Linked DNA regions of Mus musculus: region 1 is linked to region 2. Evidence: chromatin contacts called from public promoter capture Hi-C data. All regions are on one chromosome and are shown on one strand. The core of a region is the stretch at or near the end of the contact, and the rest is flanking DNA. Distances in the headings are between cores, read along the strand shown.

Evidence for each region. Capture Hi-C pulls out chosen DNA fragments and counts their contacts.
Region 1: a contact with region 2 is called in a promoter capture Hi-C map of liver. The contact joins two enhancer-like sites. A contact is called at or near these places in 2 of 39 promoter capture datasets (liver and pre-B cells), 4 of 484 Hi-C or Micro-C datasets (the AML12 cell line, cortical neurons, liver and 1 more), 1 of 115 datasets of contacts at active chromatin or transcription factors (embryonic stem cells) and 3 of 9 other capture datasets (adipose tissue, liver and pancreatic islet).

Annotation. Positions count from the first base shown.
Region 1 is chr9:104,191,414-104,195,135 of GRCm38.p6, forward strand. It overlaps Dnajc13 (DnaJ heat shock protein family (Hsp40) member C13), which reads right to left. Exons shown (of 56, transcript NM_001163026.1): 30 at 1,201-1,355; 31 at 693-738. It overlaps Gm46130 (a long non-coding RNA gene), which reads left to right. Exons shown (of 5, transcript XR_003948220.1): 2 at 3,364-3,444. Among named protein-coding and RNA genes, the nearest start is that of Gm46130, 12 kb to the left of the region's middle. Within about 2 kb of position 1,803, at least 11 of the 459 cell types and tissues checked have an H3K27ac peak or open chromatin away from gene starts, as enhancers often do. A contact at or near this core is called in adipose tissue and liver, where this site is marked.
Region 2 is chr9:104,087,110-104,090,494 of GRCm38.p6, forward strand. It overlaps Acad11 (acyl-Coenzyme A dehydrogenase family, member 11), which reads left to right. Exons shown (of 20, transcript NM_175324.4): 10 at 3,149-3,226. Among named protein-coding and RNA genes, the nearest start is that of Acad11, 25 kb to the left of the region's middle. Within about 2 kb of position 1,607, at least 46 of the 459 cell types and tissues checked have an H3K27ac peak or open chromatin away from gene starts, as enhancers often do. A contact at or near this core is called in adipose tissue and liver, where this site is marked.

The DNA of each region.
Region 1 (3,722 bases), core at 553-3,052, 100 kb after region 2:
CTATTCTTAATACTTACTGTATTATCACTATTTTTATCTGAAGTGAAAGGCTGCCACCATCTGTTTCCCTTTAATAATGCCAGGCAAACTTGTTACTCTCAGGGCTTCAGTGGCTATTCTATGAAGCCTTCATTGCTGTCTAGTGTCTAACATACTGAAGTGGCTTTAACAACAACAATCTTCAGTGTCTTCAACGGTGGCTAGCTTTGGGTAAAATCTAAAAATTAAATGCTCTAGCAAAAGCCCAGCGAATTTGGAACAACTGCCAATGACAGTGAAGTCTCTCTGTAAACCACAGTTAACAGGTAAGGGCAAGAGCACTCTGAGAGCACGCGAACACAGCGCAGCTTCAAAAGAAACCTCAAAGCATGTCTGCCTTGGGGTCTGAACCAAAAAGCTCAAGCATTAATGAATCTTAAGAGATTTTGGTATATGATTAAGTCTTTATAAAAACCACCAAAAGCTTTCAAAGGGTAATTCATGGTTGTGATTTCAGTATCAGCATGTTTTATTTTCATTTTAAACATCTGCTTACCTTTTTATGTGCGGGTACTGCAAAGAATGTGAATGAGTTACTAAACATACTACCTACTTTCAAGCACTGATAACCAGGACCTGCAATCTCCTAAACTGAGCGCCTAGACAGACAGCACACTCAGGGTCTGAGCTCTGGGGTCAGCTAACGTGCTTACCTCCTCAGACTTGAAAGCCTGTTTGCTGTGTGTATATTTTAAAAACCTAGAAAAAAACCAGAGTATCTTTCAGATAGAGAAACTGATCAGGTTTTAGTCTGAAGGCTTCTAAAGACTGGATCATTAATAAATTTTAAAACGGTGAAAAAACAAATAAAAGGGCAACTCATAAATCCATATTTGAAGGCCCGAAGTGTGCCATAAATATTTTGATGATCATCTTAAGGGTTACATAGTTATATAAAAAATATTTATTTTAGACAGCAAAATATAAAACTCCATGTATAGCATAAATGTATCTATATTAAATATGTACATACATATAGTAAAATCAATTTCAAATACTAGTTCTAGTAAACTGGCACAATTCTTTTCTTCTACTTTCCAAATGTTTAGATATTTTAATTAAGGTAACAATTATAATGACAAAGCAATGCTGCAAAAGTTCCTATTGAGCGCACCCATACATAACTGTAAGCAATTTAAGACAGGGTCTTCATGGTCTTACCGAGCAACAGGAAGCACGTTGGAACCTGTATACATCATGATGAAGAAAAACACTCCGCTGAGATAGAGGCGAGGTAACTGTGGGTTATCTTGCATAATGTGATGTAGTAAGATGGCAACTTTCTCAACAAGGATAGGGTCAAAGGTCAGCAGTAACTGAAATAGCAAATAAAATGTTTTGCTTGGTGAGTTATGCTGAGGTTATCACTTCTTAGATCCATGGGACTCAATAAACTTGTTATAGGACTGGAAACCGACTTAAAAGGGGCTCCTTCTACATTTACTGCAGATAGTGATGCAGGAAACTGTTGAGAACTGATCAAAACATGGTCAGATAAAAGCCCGAGTGTGTCCAAAGCTAGTTTTGTTATGTTGTTCAGGCAAAGTTGATTGCTTGAGAGTATTTCTAATGCACATGCATGTGCTGTCTACATGAGTGTTTATGTGCACATGATCACGGGTGTATACACCCATGTCATGTGTGTCTGTGTTGCATTAGTTTCAAGTAAATGACATGATGAAAACCTCTCTGAAGGACACTGGACTTGACAAGAAAAACAAGAATGAGAACAGGGCTAAAGTGCAACTCAGAGGCTGCCACTACCACAAGGCCCTGAAAGACAATGGGCTCTAGGACACTGTGGGACCCTCAGGCCACTCACTACATCCAGGCTAACAAAGGTCTAAGCAGAACTGCTCTGAATGTGTGCTAAGCCATTTTAGTTATACTTATTATTTACACAGTAAAGGTGACATTTCAATTTTCAATGAACACTTGCTTCCAAAGAACCCCAAATGTGAAGTTAATTGCTACTAGTAAGACCAAACCCAGCAGCAGATAATGTAGGGTGTAGGCACTGGCTCTGTTGACAGGCTGATAGTTTCAGTGAGCTGAGGACAGAGTGTAATGCAAGCACTGGCTCTTGGTGACAGGCCAATAGTCTAGACTCAGTCGTGAGAAAGAACAACTGTTTGTCTTTTAAGTCACTGTTAAATTTCTCTTGCTTTAAGTCCTATCTGCTCAACAAGGCAGTCAGTGTTCTACTCTATGACAAGGTTCAGGAAGGAACAGTCACAGACAATCATGTAGGACTTTCTCCAATGTGAAGGCAGATGTGGCTTGAGATCAGGTATAGGGAAACAGCCTTACATTATCAATCAACAACAGAGTATCTCAAGTTGTCCTGCACAAGGAAACCGAGACCATCCATTCACTGTGCACTATATCACTCACTGATTTCTTAAGCTGTGCTGTCCGTCATATGGCCAAAACAGTGAGAAGACACAGGACCCTACCTAAGCAGGGCACAGCGCTTGGAAAACAGCCTGAGTTACCTGTGTTCCAGCAAGATAAAGTGCTCCTTTAAACTACAGGGAAAGTATTTTAAGAAAGATTTAGAACCCAGTATAAAATAAACAGGCAATATGCCATCAGAAGATGCTAAATTTAGCAGGGCATGGTGCCACACACCTTAATCCCAGCACTCAGGAAGCAGACAGAGGCAAGAGAGCTCTGGCAGCTCAGGACAACAGGTTTACATGGTGAGTTCCAGATGAGAGTATTTCTTGCGAGGAATGGGGGCCAAATTCATCACATTTTTCCTTTCTCTTCAGATACCACTAAAAGTTTTGATTATTCAAAGTAGACACCCTTCACTGACCAAGTTCCATTCTATACAGACAATGGTTAATTATTTTCAACCATCTTGACCTCGAATGCAATGCTCCTTGCATTTACTTTTTTTCTTTTCAGTATTAGAAACCTTGGAGAATGTTTGGGACAATTTTTCTGGGTACTTTATCTTCATGTTGACAGGATCCAATGAGCACAAATCCCTTTCTTTTCGTATTACCTCAGATACATACTCACTTGCTCTTCTGGGATTGGCTAGTAACAGTTAAAAAAACTTATAGTGCACTTTCACTTAGACATATGAACAGAAATGTCCATAATAGGAAAAGTATATGTATAAGCATGCTGTGGTGGTTTGAATAAGAATGGCCCCCCACAGGCTCATATATTTGAACGCTTAGTCACCAGGGAGTAAAATCCTTTAATAGAATTAGAAAGATTAGGTGTGACTTTGCTGGAGGGGGTCACTAGGGATGGGCTATCAGGTTTCAAAAGCCCTTGATAGGTCCAGCTTGCTCTCTCTGCTTGCAGATCAGGATGCAGCTCTCAGCTAACTTTCCAGCACCAAGCCTGCCTGCTGCTATGCTGCTAATGGACTATGACTCTGAAACTGTAAGCAATCCTCCCATTAAATGGTTGCTTTTATACGAGTTGCCTTGGTCATGGTGTCTCTCTACAGCAATAGAAAAGTTACTATAACATATGCTGATGCTGGTCAAATAAATAAAAAAGGTGTTAATTATGTCCTCAAGTTCAGAAATCAGTGATTACACATAATGTAACACATAAATGTAAGAACATATAAACTCTCACTCTCAATGTCAAATGGCAAAAATCATCACCACAGATCATAAGGTCTATGTAGTATTAATGGAAAAATGAGTGCATAC
Region 2 (3,385 bases), core at 357-2,856:
CGGGGAAAGTTGAGTCAGAAAGATGGGCAGACCAAGCTAAACCCCAAGGTGGCTCAGCTCACGGGAATCTGGGCTAGGGGCAGTTAATTCTTGGAAGGAAAAGTATAGTATTTCATGAAAGGAGTAATTAGTAGTTACTCCTCCTATCTCTTTAGCATGGCTTAAGATGAACCCACCCTTCTCGGGCATGTAAACACAGGTAGGATTTGGTTCTCAGAACTGTAGCGTCATAATGAGGTAGGCAGAATGAGGACACCATAAACATCTTCCCTAATATACTCATTACCAAACACAATGAATGGCACTGACCTTCTATGGCCCCCTAGGAACAGGCATAATATGCAGCCCCAAACAGAAAGCCTAGCGATTTCCCTGACAGATGTGACAAGCGCCCTCCATCCTGGAGCCTTTGAAAGTGCGAGCCTCTGCCTTGTACATTGCTGGACCCCAGACAAGCCTTGCTTCCCTAAAAGGAACATGGTAGTCAATTGCCAAAAGCAGTGTAGTTTGGGAGAATAATCTACAATAACCTGATGATTCACACCAAAAGCTTTGACAGTTCCCATGACCTTTAACCCCATGATTCTTTTAGCTGACGTGTAGAGAGAGTAGTTGATAAAGAGATGCTGTAAGTATTTATAACTGCATCTCTAAGCTTTTGTAGAACTATCATCCCCTATTTCTATTGTACTCTTTCAGTTGTACAAAGCAGAGGTTACTATTCGGCCTGAACAGTGTAATTTAGACTTTCCCACTTTGTTATTACTTTATCGTTCATTCTTGCAACTCAGATGTTTCTCTTGGAGCCGAGCTGCTTTGCTGAGAGTCTGCGGGAGCTTTTGTGGCTGCCCTTTGGTTGGTGTTTGCTTTGTTTTGTTTTTGAGGGGATAGGTAGTACCTTGCCTATTGATGATACTTTTATTTTGTCCTAAATCTTTAATGTTTTGAGACAGGGTCTCCCTAATTAGTTCAGTCTGGCCTCAAACTCATGATCCTCCTGCCTCAGCTTCTCGAGGGCTAAGATGATAGGTACGGGTGCCGCCACCAGCAGCAGCAGCAGCCAACAGTTTGGGATATGAATTCCAGGTTGTTAATTACTTTCTCTCAGGAGTTGAAGATTTCACCCTTCAGTTTCCTTTTGACCTTGTAATTACATTTGTTCATTTATTTGGGGGGGTTGGTATGCATATTGAAGTCGGATCTGCGGGATCGAACTCTGGTCACCGCCAGTCTTGGCAGCAAGTACCCTTCCCCTCTGAGCCGTCTCACTGTCCTCTCCCATTGCTAGCTTCATGGTTGCCGTGGAAGTAAGCACTCAGTCTCCTGGGTCCGGCATATCCTTTTTCACTCACACTTTTCTTCTCTCAAGTTTCTGAACTAAGTAATTGCTTTAGCTCTTCCTGCCGTGTTGTTCAGTTCTCCATAGTCTAACTTTGGAGAGTGTGAAAAATGTCCAGAGAGCCCTTAAAGAAGAAAGGCCCAGACTCAACAAAGGACTGTAGGTGCTCGCCTGCTCTGTTGGTCCCCAGGGCCTCCCCGGGGGGCAGGAGAAGCTTCCGGTCCCACCAGCCTTTAAGAAGCTGTACTGGAGCTTGCCAGCGGTAGCCTTCTTACGGTTCATTGCCAAGGCTTCCGTTTCCTTGGCTTGCTTCCCAAGTTTGTTTTAGTAGCCCATTGTCAATCTTGTAATTCCTTTCTTTCTTTTTGGAATCTACTCACCACAACTATTTTATGCTGTGAATGTAAGCAATATCTGTGGCTGTAAGGAAACACGGCTGTTTTGCTGATTCTTGCCTGTGGTGGCTGGTTTCCTGCAGCGATTAGGGATTTTTCAGGATGGACTGTGGAGTGAATTCTTTTTTTTTTTTTTTTTCTGAAGGAGTCACATGAGTTTTTGTACCAAACTCTTTCCTCTAGAAGGGCTGGTTTAGTTCTGGACAGCTGTTTGGGGCCACTGCTGGCAGGACATTGTAAACTTAATTTGGGTGTGAGGTTTGAGGGCCGCTCAGGTCTGGCATTTAGATCCCAGGCTTGGATGAAGGCAGGTTTCTGAGCCTGACATTTCTCTCTTCTGTTTCACTGCAAACGGAGAGCTGTGTGAAGGCTTTCTCCCCAGGCTGTGCCTCCAAAGGTGCAGATTTTCTGTGTGTTTCTCTGTTCTATTTGTTCCCTCCTTGGGTTTCACTTCTCAAGCCTCCTGGCTTTGATGGAACCAAAGTTCCAAATGCTCTGTCCAGCCCCTGGCCTTATCATGAGCCTGTGCCCGACTGATGTGGCCCATTGAGAACCAAGGCCTAGGTCAGCCTCCATAGCCCAGAGGACAAACTTTAGTTCCCATCCTCCTGCCTGCCTGAAGGATGAAGCTGTTTTGTTGTTTTCTTCCAGAACAACTGTGCATTACTTAATATATCTTCAACTGGTAACACTTCACCCAGCCTTTTTTTTTTTTTTTTTTTTTTTTTTTGAGACAGGGTTTCTCTGTTTAGTCCTGGCTGTCCTGGTAACTCACTTTGTAGGCTGGCCTTGAACTCTGAAATCTGCCTGCCTCTGCCTCCCGAGTGCCGGGATTAAAGGCCTGTGCCACCACACCCGGCCTCACCCAGCCTTTTTAGTTGAGAGGTTTCTATGCCCACTGTGTACCATGTTGCTGGAGACAGAATATGTAAACCTTGGGAATCAGATTATTACTGTCTATTACTGTCTAATATCGAGGCAGAATAATTTTTTTTGTTTGGTTTTTCAAGACAGGGTTTCTCTGTGTAGCCCTGGCTGTCCTGGAACTCACTTTGTAGACCAGGCTGGCCTCGAAGTCAGAAATCTGCCTGCCTCTGCCTCCCGAGTGCCGGGATTAAAGGCCTGTGCCACCACGCCCGGATCAGAATAATTTTTGATGAACAAATATTTAGAAGTTTTTTTATTCTGCACCTATTAATAAAAAGAAACATTACTAACCAGGATGGTGACACATGCCTGTAATCCCAGCGCTTAGGCAGCTGATGCAGAATTAGGAGTTCCAGCCCACACATATTTGAATGCGCCAGCACACGCGAGCGCGTGCACACACACACACACACACACACTCATGGTTTTCATGACATTGTGGCTTTGTACTAACTTGGTCTAATCATTTTCTCTTCACTGTCTTAAGGAAGTAGCTGAATACTATGCTCAAAGTGGAAACTCAGCGGAAAAGTGGGGACACCCCTTAGTGATCGAAAAACTAAAGGTAAGAGAGACAAGAAGGCACTCAACATGGGGAGCTGCATGTTTGGGGGCCCTTAATTATCATCGTCATGTAGATAAAGGATAACCTCAATGATAATAACTTTTCCCTTTTCTTTATGGTCTTGATACATTGATCAGGCTGGACTCAACTCGTGGCAGT